Linked DNA regions of Anas platyrhynchos: region 2 is linked to region 1. The links are chromatin contacts, called in public Hi-C maps. All regions are on one chromosome and are shown on one strand. Each heading gives the region's core, a stretch centred on a gene start, on an enhancer-like site or on the middle of the called end of the contact. The rest is flanking DNA. Distances are from core to core; before and after follow the strand shown.

Region 1 (6,863 bases), core at 261-2,760:
ATCTGGGTCCTTTTCTGAATCATGAATCTGCACCTTCAAATCTTCACTGTCCAAGTTCCAGTACAGAATTTCCAACGTTAGCAATAACGAAACCAGAAGAAAGCTCGATTGTCTTTAGAGCTGGTGCAGCCAGGTACCAGAAGATAGCAGAACTTGCTAACTTGAGCAGGTGGGGCACAGCTTCTCGTACTTTTTTTTGTTACTTTTCAAAAAAAAAAAAAAAAAAAAAAACACATTTAAAGACCCTAATACCTAATATGTGCTCTTCATTTATGTGCTTGAAGTTGGCCTAACATCACAAGTCACTGGGTGAGCCTTACTCGGTTTCATTCTGTGAGGAGGGCAGTACCAGAACTGGGTGAAGCTGGAAGCTTCCTCCCCTGCGAGTCAAATACCTTTCCCTGCCAGCTCTTCATCAGATGCGTTTCAGAGTATTAAAAGCAATTACAGAGATGAAACAGAAACAGCCAGGATCTGTGCGCAGCAAAGCAGTGGCAGGAAAGGATGTGGTTAAAAATGCATGCTTTAGCGACAATTTACTTCAGTGTTAAGAGAAAAGAGTTATTTTCAGTTCGGGCTTTTAACCTACTTGTAAGTTTACTTGAGACATATCTCTGCAGCGCTGCCTGAGAGATACAGCAGCTAGCAAAGTGAAGTTTTCCCTTTGCCAACCTGTTTTTAACGCCAAATCTCACAAGACCACATAGACACGCTTCAGCTGCAACCTCCCCAGTAAAGCTTCACCCGATGAGGCGCTTTCGTTTCCTTATTTACCCTGCAGCACAGCCTCCCCCGAGGGGCACGCTCAGCACCGGGCAGCCGCCTAAAACCCTGCAAGACCAGGGCGAGCTGAAGCAGCAAAAGCAAACCCGGTGGGGACGGAGGGTTGAGTTTCGCCCCTTTCTTTCTGTCCCCCTCCGAAGGCAGGCAGCCCCCCCCGTGCCCCCGGCGCCCCGCTCACATCTGCAGCATGATCCTGTTGAGCAGCACGCCGTCCGCCAGCTCCATGTACATGCCCAGCTTGTCCTCGCTGCCGCTCGCCAGGGCGCCGAAGGTCTTCACCTGCCGGGGAGGGAAGGATGAAGGAGGGCAAGGCAGCGCCGCGGCCGAGGCAGGTGCCTCGGGAGCCGCCCGCCGGCCGCCTGCCCCCCGGACTCACCCAGGTGACCAGCGGGCTCTGCAGGAAGAGCTCCAGGAGCTCGGACACGGTCACGTCCATGTCGCCGGGAGGGCGCGGCAGCGGGGCCGGCTCACTCGGCAGACAAAGGCGCCGAGCCCATGGCCCCGCCGCCGGGCAGCGCCCGCCTACAGCGGCGGCGAGCCGCGCCTCATCGCCCCCCGGCCCGGCGGAGCGCGGCGAAGGGGAGCGGGGACGGGAAATGGCGGCGGGGCTGGGGGGGAGGCAGCGGCCGCCCGCGGGGGGTGGGCGCGGAGGCTCCTGCGGGGCCGCTCCCGGAGCCCGCGCGGCGCGGCCCCGTCCCGGCCCCGCTGCTACCTGCGGCGGGGCGCGGCCTCGCCCCGGCCACTACAGCCCCGCCGCCGTGACGGGCGGCGCCCGCCGCCAATGGGAGCCGCCGAGCGGCCGGCGCGGGCCAATGGGAGGAGGAAGGGGGCGGGAGGAGGCGAGGCGGAGGGTGCCCCCGCCCGGCCCTGAGGTGGCCGCTTGGGGGGTGCGGGGGCGGCTGGGTGCCCGCTCAGCGCCAGCGGGCAAAAAGGGGAAATCTCGGAGAAAATGGGGCTGTGCGCGAGCTCACGGCCGCTGCCTGTAAAACGAAGCGAGGGGCAAGCAGCACTCGGTCCTCGCCGCTGTCCCCACACAGCATCAGGTGGTTTGTTAGGGACAGCGCTGCCAAGGGGACAGCGCTGCTCGGCGGGGCCGCGCCTGGCAGCCCGTGGCTACAGCCCGTGGGCCGTGGCTAGTGGCTACAGCCCGTGGCTAGCAGCCTCTGGGCCCGCTGCTGCTCAGCACCCCCAGCAATCGCTCAGCAGGCAAATTGTTTCCCAGTGGGGTGGGGGGAGAGAGAGACAATAACTTACTTTATTTTAGTTAAAAATAATAATTCCAGGTAATCTGAGGTTCTTCCGTAATTCTAATGGAGTTTTTTCTGTTTCTTAGTTGTATCTGGATGACTACACCCTTTTATTTATCCCCAGAACAAGCGTGTTCTATTTGTCACACACAAGTCTTTCTCTATGCATCAATCACTCCAAAATGCACTTTGGCTATGCCTTGTTTAATCACAGTAAGCTCACAAAATGCATTTTGGATCTTACCAAGTCAGGCAAATCATTTCTGCAGTTCTTTTTCTTGCTGACCACTGGATCTCCCACCCCTATTTTCGAGAAGGGATGTGGGCACACGTGTGCGCAGCTCCGTTCTGTCAGGAGGGACAGATGTTGTTTTGCCTGTAGGAACTGAGCGGTTTGTAAGCAATCCATTACAGTGACAGACAATGTTGTTCATTGCAGCAGCCTGCTTGTCCCACGTAAGATCAGTTTTAATGATTTGCTTCACAAGGATCTTTATTTTAGGCAGCTGTGTAGGTAGAGTCAGTGTTAATCAGGAAACATGGCAATAAAACACAGATATATTAGTGGGAGGGTGGTGAGACCTCATGTGGGCATCTGAGAAAGGGAAACTTCCCCCAGGCTGGAGAGCAGGGGTTGCCCCGAGTTGGTCACCCCCCATCAGCCATTTTGAGGCGAGGTCAGCCCGAGGGAAGATGGCACCTTCCTGCCTGCACTACCCCTGCTTGCTGCCTGCTTCATTAGCCCAGCCCCACAGGGGGAAGTGTTCATGGAGGAAAACCTCCCTGCCCTTATTAAAGACACCAGGGGTAGCCCAAACCTCCAGGTCTGCATTTGGATGGATCCCATTCATTATACAGGAACAGCTAGCTCATGAACGTGCTATTTAAGCATGCTAATGATCAGGCATGTTTTGATCCTTAACCTTTGTGGACCAACACGATACCAGGGACCTGACCTCTGTGAGCTGCCCCTTACAACCTGGTGCAGCCACTTCTCTCCACGGTCCTTGAGAGGATGTACCAGCGGGTACAAACAGTTAAATCACACTTACCTTGTGTTGTGGGAACCATGTTGTCTCAGCTTTTCCGCCCCCAAAAAGAAGGGGGCTGCAGGGACGCTGTTTGCTGTAGCTGGAAGGACAAACAGCATGCTTTTGAGCGCAACAACTGCTCAGGTATGGCGAGAAGGGGAATGATTAATTATTTCTCAACACTTCAGAGAGACAGACTGCTATAATTTAACTTCTCCAAGCCTTGTGATCTCCTGTCTTGTGAATATATTTCATTAAATAAAATTTAAAGCTGTTGTGGTGCTTACAGCGGAGGATGATTGTGTTAATGAATAGTCAAAAGAAAAAGGACTTAATAATATTTGAAAAATACACAACCTCTTCAGAGAAGCCAGAATACAAACGCAAGAACATTTTCCTCCTTTTCACAGCCTGAATCAGACCCGTTTGTAGGAGCATGCCTCCAGAAACTCCTAAAAATCACAGAACAGTTGCTTTGTCAGATGTAGGGGTCACAAACCGTGAGACAGCTAAAGGGTGTGGGGATTGTCCTGCACCGTGGAGCACAGTTACAACAGCCCCGGTTTCTCACCCGGCGCAGGACTCGGCCGGGAGCCGCACGCTGCCTGCTCGGCCTGGGGGCACGGCCCCGGGACCAGCCCCGGCCCCGCTCCGTGCCGTTCCCCGGCCCGGGCCCGTTCCCTGGGCGCAGCACCGGCCCCCCCCGCCGGCCGCCGCGGGTGCTGCAGGCCGGGGCCGGGCGCTGCGGGGAGCGGGGGCCGCGGCCTGAGGCAGGGCCAGCCCGGCCGTGGGGCCCGAGCCCCGGAGCCTGCCCTGGAGCGCCGGGAGGCCCAGGGCCAGGAGACGCCCTCGCTTGTAACCCCCAGTCCGAATGCTTTTCTTCTCCCCTCAGGAATTGTGTCCCCTCCCTGTCAGCCCCAGCCCGGCTTGCGGTGCTTCCTTCCCTGCTTTCTCCAAACCGTGACCTGGTTTCTGGTGTCAGCTCTCTTTTAGCTACTTGGCTTTCATCAAAGACCCCTTGTGAAAGCTCCCACTGCAGGCCGAGTTCTCATTTCTGGGGCACCTGAAGCTGCTGCCTTCACACAGCAGGCAAAAAAAAAAAAAAAAAAAAAAAAAAAAATGCATTCCAATTAATATATCCAGGAAAGCTCAGACTCAAATACACAAATGCAATTGTATTTCAGAACCATGCCTCTTACAGCAAACAAGTGTGGAAAATACACATTTGTAGCATGTAATGTGACTTGCAACAACTTGTTTTCACACCACTTGCGCACTGACTCAAAACACAAGCATCGGAGGAGCAAGAAGCACCAGCACATTTTAAAGCACCATCAGTGTACTAGCAGCTAGAGGCACCAGAATTTTTAACGCCCGTTATCACGGTGTGTGTTTCTAAAGCGCTCTTCACAGCCACAAAGCACTCGACTCTCAGCAGCGCAGACCACAGAGGGAAATTTCGAAGCTCGAGCATTTCCAAATGTTCCTCGAGGCTGACTGTAAATGGCGTGATTCAGCGTCCGCAGGCAGTCCCCTGGCAACCACTACAGCCACCAACAAAGCTCCGCCATTCACCGCCCTCGGAAGCCCGAGTTGCCGAGGGATGGGAATAACAGAATTTACAGGGTTACAATACGGGAGTTAAACTCATGGTAATCAGGAAAGGGCTTCTTTCTCTTCCTTTGCTCGGGACTGTCGTTAAGCAGCTTTCTTGTAAATATGACTCTACTGTTCATCAACCAACTTCTCAGCTGTGGGGCAGGTTTACTTTAAATAGGCTCTGGAGCTGCAAACAACGGGTGCCAGGGAAAAAGGAAGGTGGCCAGGAGATAGCTTTGGCCCTTGTAGTATCTGATTCTGAAATACGCTTTTCCATTTTGTTCATTTTATTGGGCGACAGCTAGTAAAAAAGCTGTCTTAGAAAAATCTGAATGAAAATTAAAAAGAAACAAAACTGTACTAACAAAACATAAACAAAACCCCAGCAATATTTGCTAACGTGCCTTAGATCAATCTGAATGCAGGGGGGTGGTGGTGATTTACTGAGGCTCTGTGGCTGGGATCTGAAAGAAAACATTCAGAGAGAAACTCCCAGAAAACCTAGCATTAACCTTTGGTACAGGGTGCGATGGTCATTCAGTGCTGAAATTTAGGCCAGCTGCATAGTCTCCTGACAGGATTAGCATAACACAGAATCCAAAATACAAGAGGAGAGGCTTTGGGTATCTCATAGATGTCTGGGTCCCTAGAAAAATACAGAGTTAAATGCATGAGGCAAATAATAAAGATAACTGAGCAAAAGATACAGGGAGGAGATGAAGGAACAGCAGTAGTCTCTCTCTCTGGAAGAACTAGAAAGCAACAGAGCAGTACTCACACCCAAGGCAAATGCAGGAATGACGGCGTAACCTCCTTGACATGACTTCTTCAAGGAGGCAATGAATGCCACAGCAGCAGCCCCAATGCGCTCACGAACCTGAAAAGGGATGGAACAAATTCACTGAAGTTAGAAGCTGAAGTGACATGAGACACAAAGGCTGGTAATAGTGGTCCACAGTGGTGGGCTTGTGTGCTGGAACATGCAAGCTACACATCTGGTGAATCAGCAAGGACGTAATTTGAAGTAATAGCAGAGAGGGAAAGGTGTTTAATAGGTTTTTAAAGTCATAATGGGGCCCGATCTGTTGAGACGGTGATTACTGAAGAGGCAAGGACCAAAATAACTGCTTAAAGGCTTGGAGGCATTATCAAAAACTTGGGTTCTCATCAAAGCACAGAACATAACTGAGGCAGGTAATGGCTGTTTATGTTCCTCAGTTTCTCTCTTTGCAGGAGCTGAAAGAGGAGTTACCCCAGCAGCATTAACTGGGAATCACAAGATAAGCAGAAGAACCTATAGGACCAAACTAGGGACTGTTACTGGCCACTCTAAGGGGAAATGGGGAAGTAAAGAAAGAACTAAAATATGTCAAGTGGAACAGTGTTTCAGGATGTTAAAGGGTAGATTTAATACTGATGACTTGAAAGTATATTTCCACTCACTTTAGAAAATATTTTCAAATCATCACCATCAATTCTTTTCAATCATTGCTAGCCAATGCCCTTATAAATATAAATGTGATTTTGAAGATCCAGAGCCCTAAGGGAATTGTTCATTCCTCAACCTGCTGTTTTGGAGTTTAAATTATTAAAGACTGTCAATATCTACACTGAGGTCATTTTTGTCCAGGTAAAAATAACATGTAAGCACAACCAAATATTTTATAAGCAGCTTTGCAAAGTACTTAGACTGGCTAGAGCTGAAGAAAAGTAAATTCATGTACAAAGAATAAGGAGGAGAAGCTAACAAAGCCTAGGTGCTGAGGTAGCTGACAGTAGGCTGGGAGCACCATCTCAGATACCTACCAAGAGGAGAGCTGTTTCTTGGGACAGGGAACAATATCAGGAATGAGGAAATTTGTGGCTGTGCTACTGGCTCAGACAGCACCCTGAATTCACTTTGTGTGAGAGTCAGACATGCGAAGAATTTTAAGAACTGCAGGAACTAAGGAAATAAAAACCTCCAATTTTGAGGTATTGTGAGAGAAGGCATGAAAATGTGGTTTTCCAACAATAACCGTGAAGAACAGGCTATAGATAGCCATTTTACAAGAATATATAAAAATTTACAAATAGGTGATCAATGCTTTATGTATCATGTGCACTGACTTAACGTGCTGAAACCTGCTCTAGTAGGCCCTGCTTGAGCAGGGGGGGTGGAACAGAAAACCTCCAGGATGCTCCTGCAGCCTCAGCCATTCTG
Region 2 (6,469 bases), core at 1,630-4,129, 60 kb before region 1:
ATAAATATTGAAAATACACATCCCAGCCACCAATGATCTGTATATGCATTTTCTTTAGCCATTGGTCTACTTAATGCAGATGATACTTTGCATGAACCTATAACAGAGTAGTTTCAAGGCATTGCACATGAACTGCAACACAATATTAAAAGCTGAAGGACATTTAAAATATCAGTCCAGAAAATGTAAATATTTTCACAGCATCTTTTTAAAATAGACTAAGTGGTCTTAAAAAAAAAAAAAAAAAAAGCATTCAGGACATCCAACTGGTGGCAGATTCTTCTGCAATAAAACAGGATTTTATTTGCACATCCTAAAATCAGTCAGTGCCTGTTTAGTAGGATCCAGGGCTTTTTTTTCTCAAAGAAGAAAAGATCTGCTCTTACAACCAACAGCCTGAAGATGCCCTTATGGCAACAGAAGTAGTAGCTACCAAAACATATTGGGCTTTTTTGCACAAAGAAACGTTTTACCTACATTTGAACAAGTTGAGCCTACATGTAATAGCTCTCAAATTGCCCTGTATCCCTGAGAGAACCAGAGGCTCTAAATGGCATCAGCAAATTTCCACTACTGAGCATATGCTTTTAGATTACATTCGTAAAGTTTCCACCTGTCTGTCTTTGTCGGCTTTTAGTGTCTCCATGACAACTTGTAGCTGTTCTTTCTCTTTTATCAATTCTTCACTCAAGGTTTCCAGATCTTGATTACTTTGCTTCTCTTTTTCAATTTGATTTTGTAACTTCTCAATCTGTGTGGAGAGAACACACAAAAATATATCAGTCACAGCTTGATATAATGACAGTTCAAACTTTAAAGTATTCTGAAGAAATGAAAGGAATGAAATGAGGACTATGGCTGACAGATACAAATCTTTCTCTTCTGCTGCTTGCCAGTCTTAAGAGGGTGAAAAGTACTGCTGAATTTTCTCACAGTAACGTACAGCAGTGGAAAACAATTCACCTGCCTGAGCGCACTGTTTTGCTCCTGTCAGTGGCTACAGTTTCTGGTGCTCACCTCTCTGAGTGACTTGTCTTCTCCATCACTGATGGCCTTACTCAAACAGTGGACACTGTTATTACAGCAATTCACTGAGCAATAGGATTTAAACAGTCGGGAACAGAGGAAAAGCATTGAAGTTTCCAAGTTTACCTTCCCTCTCCCAGTGGTCTGTCAGTCCCATTTTCCCAGCAGGTGACAATGCTGTATTTCAATGACCTGTGAATAAGGTCCCTACAATGAATGATGGCTTCCTAGTCCCTCACTTTGAAAGCTGTACAAATAATGAACTGAGCACAGAGAAGTAGCACCACTTTAGTATTTAGAAGCAAGAGATTCCGAGAGGTAGGCTGCCCATTTCAGGAAATACTCCTTCTTATCCTTGTAAAGTGCTGTGAAAACCTTCAGCTGTGCATAAATATTGGCTTTTATTTTGTGTGTGTTGGTATTAGAAACTTTGCCAACAGTGAAAATGTCAATGAAAAAGGTATTAACAATAATTCTCACAAGTGGGAAATAGCTAGAGGCTGGGCTCTGCCTATATCAACATGTGCCTCATTACAGGAAGTGTTTAAACAAGCAGGGGCTGCTCAGATTGAAGATAAGAATGGCTTAACATTTAGAAATGTGACCATGTTAAGGTTCATTGGTCTCAAAGGAGCCGTTCAGAGAAGGCTGGAACATAAACTCAGTAATTCAGCAATAGCTGGTCTTCATTAGCACCTCCTAGAATACTGGAGACAAGAAAGAAACTACCATTTACAACTTGTTTCAGTCCAAGGAGCTAGAAGTGCAGGGAAAACAAGTACTTGGGCTGCTACTAGATTGTGCCCAAGAAATGATTTTCTGTTAAGAGTTTCTCTCAAAACATTGAGAGAAAGAAATAAACAGATATAGAGGACTTTTCCTTCATATCATCTCCCCTTGTACTATTTAAATAATCTAGTTTGGCAACGTGATCCTTGCAAGCAGTAGATAGCAAAGCATACTCTGGTAACAGTTCTTGAAACTCTTGGACAGCAGATGAAATCTGACTCTTAAATGACTTAACTGTCTTAAATGACTTTACTATGTGTATCTCAGGAAAGTTTATTTAAAAAAAAATACACATACATGCATAAAGGCACACTAAATTGAGAAAATCACTCTCTCTCTTGCTCTGTGTGAACTCCAGAATGAAATCAGAGTTCATACAAAGTGTCTTTTAACAGTCCTTGAGAACTGTTGCCCTCTCCTCTGCCTACTGCAGAGTAACCACTCCATCATTAGTCACAGAGACCTCCCCAGTGAGCAGCCATACCCTCTAATTAAGACGATACATGTGTCAGAGAAATACAGAAGTATGGTGGAGCAAACAAAGATTTAAAAATGCGAATGCAAACAAACACATGATAAGTAAAAATAATCCTGATTTGAGGTATCAGGTTTCTGCACACCAAGACACAACTGCGTATCTCCCAGAGTACAGAATAATACTGTGGGTTTTTTTTTCCAAAGCTTCCTGAATGGGAGATGTGAAGCTAGTCAGCAACTTGAGTAGCCTGTGGTATTGAGTCAGAACTTACAGACTTAAGTCAGCTCCCATCATACTCTTTGTCTCTCTAGTAGAGCTTGATTTACACCCTTTCACACATTTCAGCTGCTCTCGATAGCAGTATTTTTAACTGCCATTTTCTCTCATTGGTCCGATGCGTACAGCGGCCCCTTCACACCTCACAGGCATTCCCCACTACTGCGTGTTGTCTTATTTAACTACCAGCCGTGTAGATGACCCACCCATGTCAATGCATTCATCATCACTGAAAACATCAGACTAATGCTGGAATCACAACTGCTGGCACCAAAACAGTGCCATAACTGGAGGTGCCCACAGGAATGTGCCTGAGGCAAAGCCAAAGGTTGACCACAGCTGTTTAAATTACTTAAATTGCTGTATACCACAGGTATCTGCTGACTGCTTTATATTTCTTGATCTCAAATTTTAAGCATGTAAATTAGAGCTGGAGTGAATTATTCATATACAACAGGTCATAAATGGGAGTGTGGAAGGAGGAGTACACTGAACTGAATTCCTGCATTTTTCTTTGTGCACAGAAGAAAGGCAAGAAGCAGAACTGGTCTCTCAACTTGGTGGCAAAAGAATCTTTCCAGGAGATGGATTGATTCGGTGATGGATCCCTGTTCTCCTTGGCAGAGAATCTGACTCTCTTCTAGTTTTGATCTAGTAATACATGACCAGCATTTCATATAAAGATTCTTTCTCCCCTTGTCCTGGTAAAGCGTTCTCTTGCCCCATAAGCAGGCCAGAGAGGACTGGAATCCTTGTATTGATGTCATACACACAGGACACAGCAGCAATGGGGGAGAGATAAATGGGGTTTATATCCTGGGTGATTTAGGAAAGGTAGGAATGTGGAAAAAGTTGACAAGGAAATTATTCAGAATAGCAAGCATCATTTCCCTGCTGGCATTTGGCTCAATTCATCGGAATTCAGAATGCAAGTCAACAGCCAGACAACAACGGAGCTAGCAGTTGGAGGTGAACCAAGCACTGTGTTTCACAGAGACATGGGCATTTGAATTAACTGTAGTAAGTTAATAACAGAGTGTAACACAGACATACATACATATATATATATATATATATATATATATATATATATATATATATGTCTCTCTCTCTATATATATATATAAATATACGTTTGAAAAGTGACAACATGCACATTTGTTACCAGTGATTAAAAGAAGCCAGATCTTTGCAGAGAATGAGAATATCTAAGAGCCAAAAGGAAGAGACAAGGAGAAAGAACTGATGCAGGACTACTAGCAGAAAATAAGACTTCTTTAAAAATATACTAAGTTGATTTCACCTGTGTGTTTTATTTGACTTGCATAGAAATATTAAAACTTTCAAACGAACGAAATAATTTCAGTGTGGCCAGGGCTTTCTCACCTAGTAGAGCAAGAACTACTGACTGCCGTAAGACAACAAAAGGGACAAAATTGACAATACAGTCTGACTGCAAAATGAGTACTGTTTATATGAAATAGGAAGAATCACTTTTGCTTACAATGATGTACTTAAGTAGTGAAGTAGAAGTTGATAGAATATACCACCTTTGAAATAAGATTAACTAGAAGGGCCTCAAAACATCCACAGTCTTACTGAAGAACATTGGTGAATTCCCTCCAATCTTTCATCATTCAGGAATGCTGTAAAGCTCTGCACACACTGTGTTCAAAAACCCAAGAGCTCTGTTTGTTCCTGTGAACAAGGATTACCTTTTTGCTAAGCTGTTGATTTTCCTTTTCCAGTTCCACAAACTTTAGACTGCTCTCTCTGGAGGTCAAGGAGGCATCTCTCAGCTCCTGGATTGTGTTCTGCAAGCTCTGATTATCCTTCTCTAGCTTCAGTATGCGACTCGAAGCACATTCATTCAACTCAAACACAAAAGACTTTCTAGCTGTTGAAACATGAGAATCAGAAGGTGGCTCTAATCAATTCACAAATATGTTCTTTTCCAGGTCCTTAAGATTCACTTTTATGAAGATAATTGCAGTTAGATCCTTATCGTTTCAGCTTGACTGTTAAGTAAACACTTTATTTAAAATAGAACCCCTTTCTACAGATGATAATTAAAACCTTTAATAAATAGGGAAGTACCTGAACAGATAACCATCTTAAAAGCTACTTACTTTCCTAACTCTCCTGAAGCCACTTTAAACATGCTAGCTGCATATTTTATTTTAATAGCAAAATAGACTTTGATACCCTTTCATACTTCCACAAGAGGAAATAAATCAAGGCAGGAAATAAAACACTAAGAATTATTTGTGAAAACACCAAGGATGATGCAGTTCCTAAAGCTAGTGAAAACTTAAGTAAAACTGAACACCTGATTACTCAAATTTATTCCTTTGTCTTCAATTACACTGTTCTGGTACACAAAGACAAATATGCAGAATCAGGTGACTAATTAATCAATAAAATCTGTACACAGAACTGCATGAAATATTTTGTATTTCCCAAGTTCCCCTTAGCATTGTTGTTTAGGCTGGTATTATAAACAGAATGAATGTTAGACATGGAAAACAATGATAAGGCCTGACTAGTGAATTGAGCATTAGTTACATTTGTGGTAGTTACAGAAATGAAATCAACCATTCAAAAAAAATAATCAGCCAGTTATTCTACCCATACACATTTTTCAGTACCTAGTAAAAATAAATGACTTCAGCATCCACTACTTCCTGGAACTTAAAGACCAGCTAATTGTCTGTGCTAATTGTCTGTACTAATTGTACTAAAGAATACTAAAGATCACAGACTCCCTCACAGCCATTCATTTAGAAATATCCCATGTTCAGTATGGCATTTCTGCTGTGTCATTTACAAACCTTGCTTTTTAATATATATATTTTGTTATCATTTAACTTAAAGTCACTCTTTCAGTGACAAACAAAATAAAAGGAAGACATTTTAATGTTTTTGTAAGAAAGCAAAAGAAGCTAGGAGAAATGCATTTTATAAGTTCCCCCAAACTATGTTCAAAGTCAGGTGGCTCAGCAAGGGAACTTGTCAAAATGAACCACCCATCTTGGAGTCTCTTGTTCCCTTTGCAATGAAGTAACCTCTCCACTTTTTCAGAGACCACAAACAGAAGCACAACAGCAGCTACATCAGCTGGTACTCACTATCTGCAAGATCTGTGCTTTTAGACAGCTGTTCTAGTTCCCAGCCTAGGTGTGCAGATTCGTTCATGCTCTGTTTCTGAGCAATCTCCAAGACCATGTTCTCTTCTAGAAGTTCTTCAATTCTCTTCTTGTCTGTGTCCCGATCCTGTGCAAGACACACATGAATGAAAACTGGTAAGAAAACAGGACTGGTAAGATTTGCTGGCTTCAAGATGTATTCTGAGCTAAGCTCTTCAAAATGCATCAGCACTCTGGAGACACTGAAAATATAACCTTGAATTCTACTGAGCTTCTTCGACTCATATTAAATGTGGATCCAGCAAGTAGGTAACTGGCCTCATAATTTGGGGTATTTCAATTATCCAGAAAACAAATCCAGAAAATGAGGCTACCATTGCTTCCAATAATTATTTTTGTCATTTACATTTGTGAGACCTGAAGCCATACTTCAAGGGTCTCAAATTTTGAGAAAATATTACCCAAAATTTCATCAAGTCACCCAGAGAAGCAGCATGCAAAATCACCAGCCACTTTGGAAATGCTGAAGCTTCATGTTACCCTTTATTTGGAAGTCAATAAACACAGCACCTTCAATGTCTTTGTTTCCAATATACCCTGTTTTTATACAGTTAAACCCACAATAATTCAAAACATAGTGGCAAAAGGTGAACTGTAAAGTAAAATACAAGAGAGAGATGAAAAAGTATTTTTATTATTAGTGGGATTATAAAATCTAACATTTCTTGTTTGTACACAATTTGCCACTTCTTAG

What was found. Hi-C and Micro-C count contacts between places; a contact is called where the count stands out from the background.
Region 2: a Hi-C map of liver shows a contact between it and region 1, with 5 times the contacts expected there. The contact joins the enhancer-like site here to the promoter of CCDC88C in region 1. A contact is called at or near these places in 5 of 8 Hi-C or Micro-C datasets (F1 follicle, liver, skeletal muscle and 1 more).

What each region holds. Positions count from the first base shown.
Region 1 is chr5:17,103,466-17,110,328 of IASCAAS_PekinDuck_T2T, reverse strand. CCDC88C (coiled-coil domain containing 88C) reads right to left here and starts at 1,510. Exons shown (of 31, transcript XM_038180263.2): 1 at 1,160-1,510; 2 at 962-1,062. The coding sequence starts at 1,219.
Region 2 is chr5:17,165,516-17,171,984 of IASCAAS_PekinDuck_T2T, reverse strand. CCDC88C (coiled-coil domain containing 88C) reads right to left here. Exons shown (of 31, transcript XM_038180263.2): 12 at 5,698-5,842; 13 at 4,285-4,466; 14 at 614-751. Among named protein-coding and RNA genes, the nearest start is that of GPR68, 40 kb to the left of the region's middle. Within about 2 kb of position 2,879, at least 2 of the 8 cell types and tissues checked have an H3K27ac peak or open chromatin away from gene starts, as enhancers often do.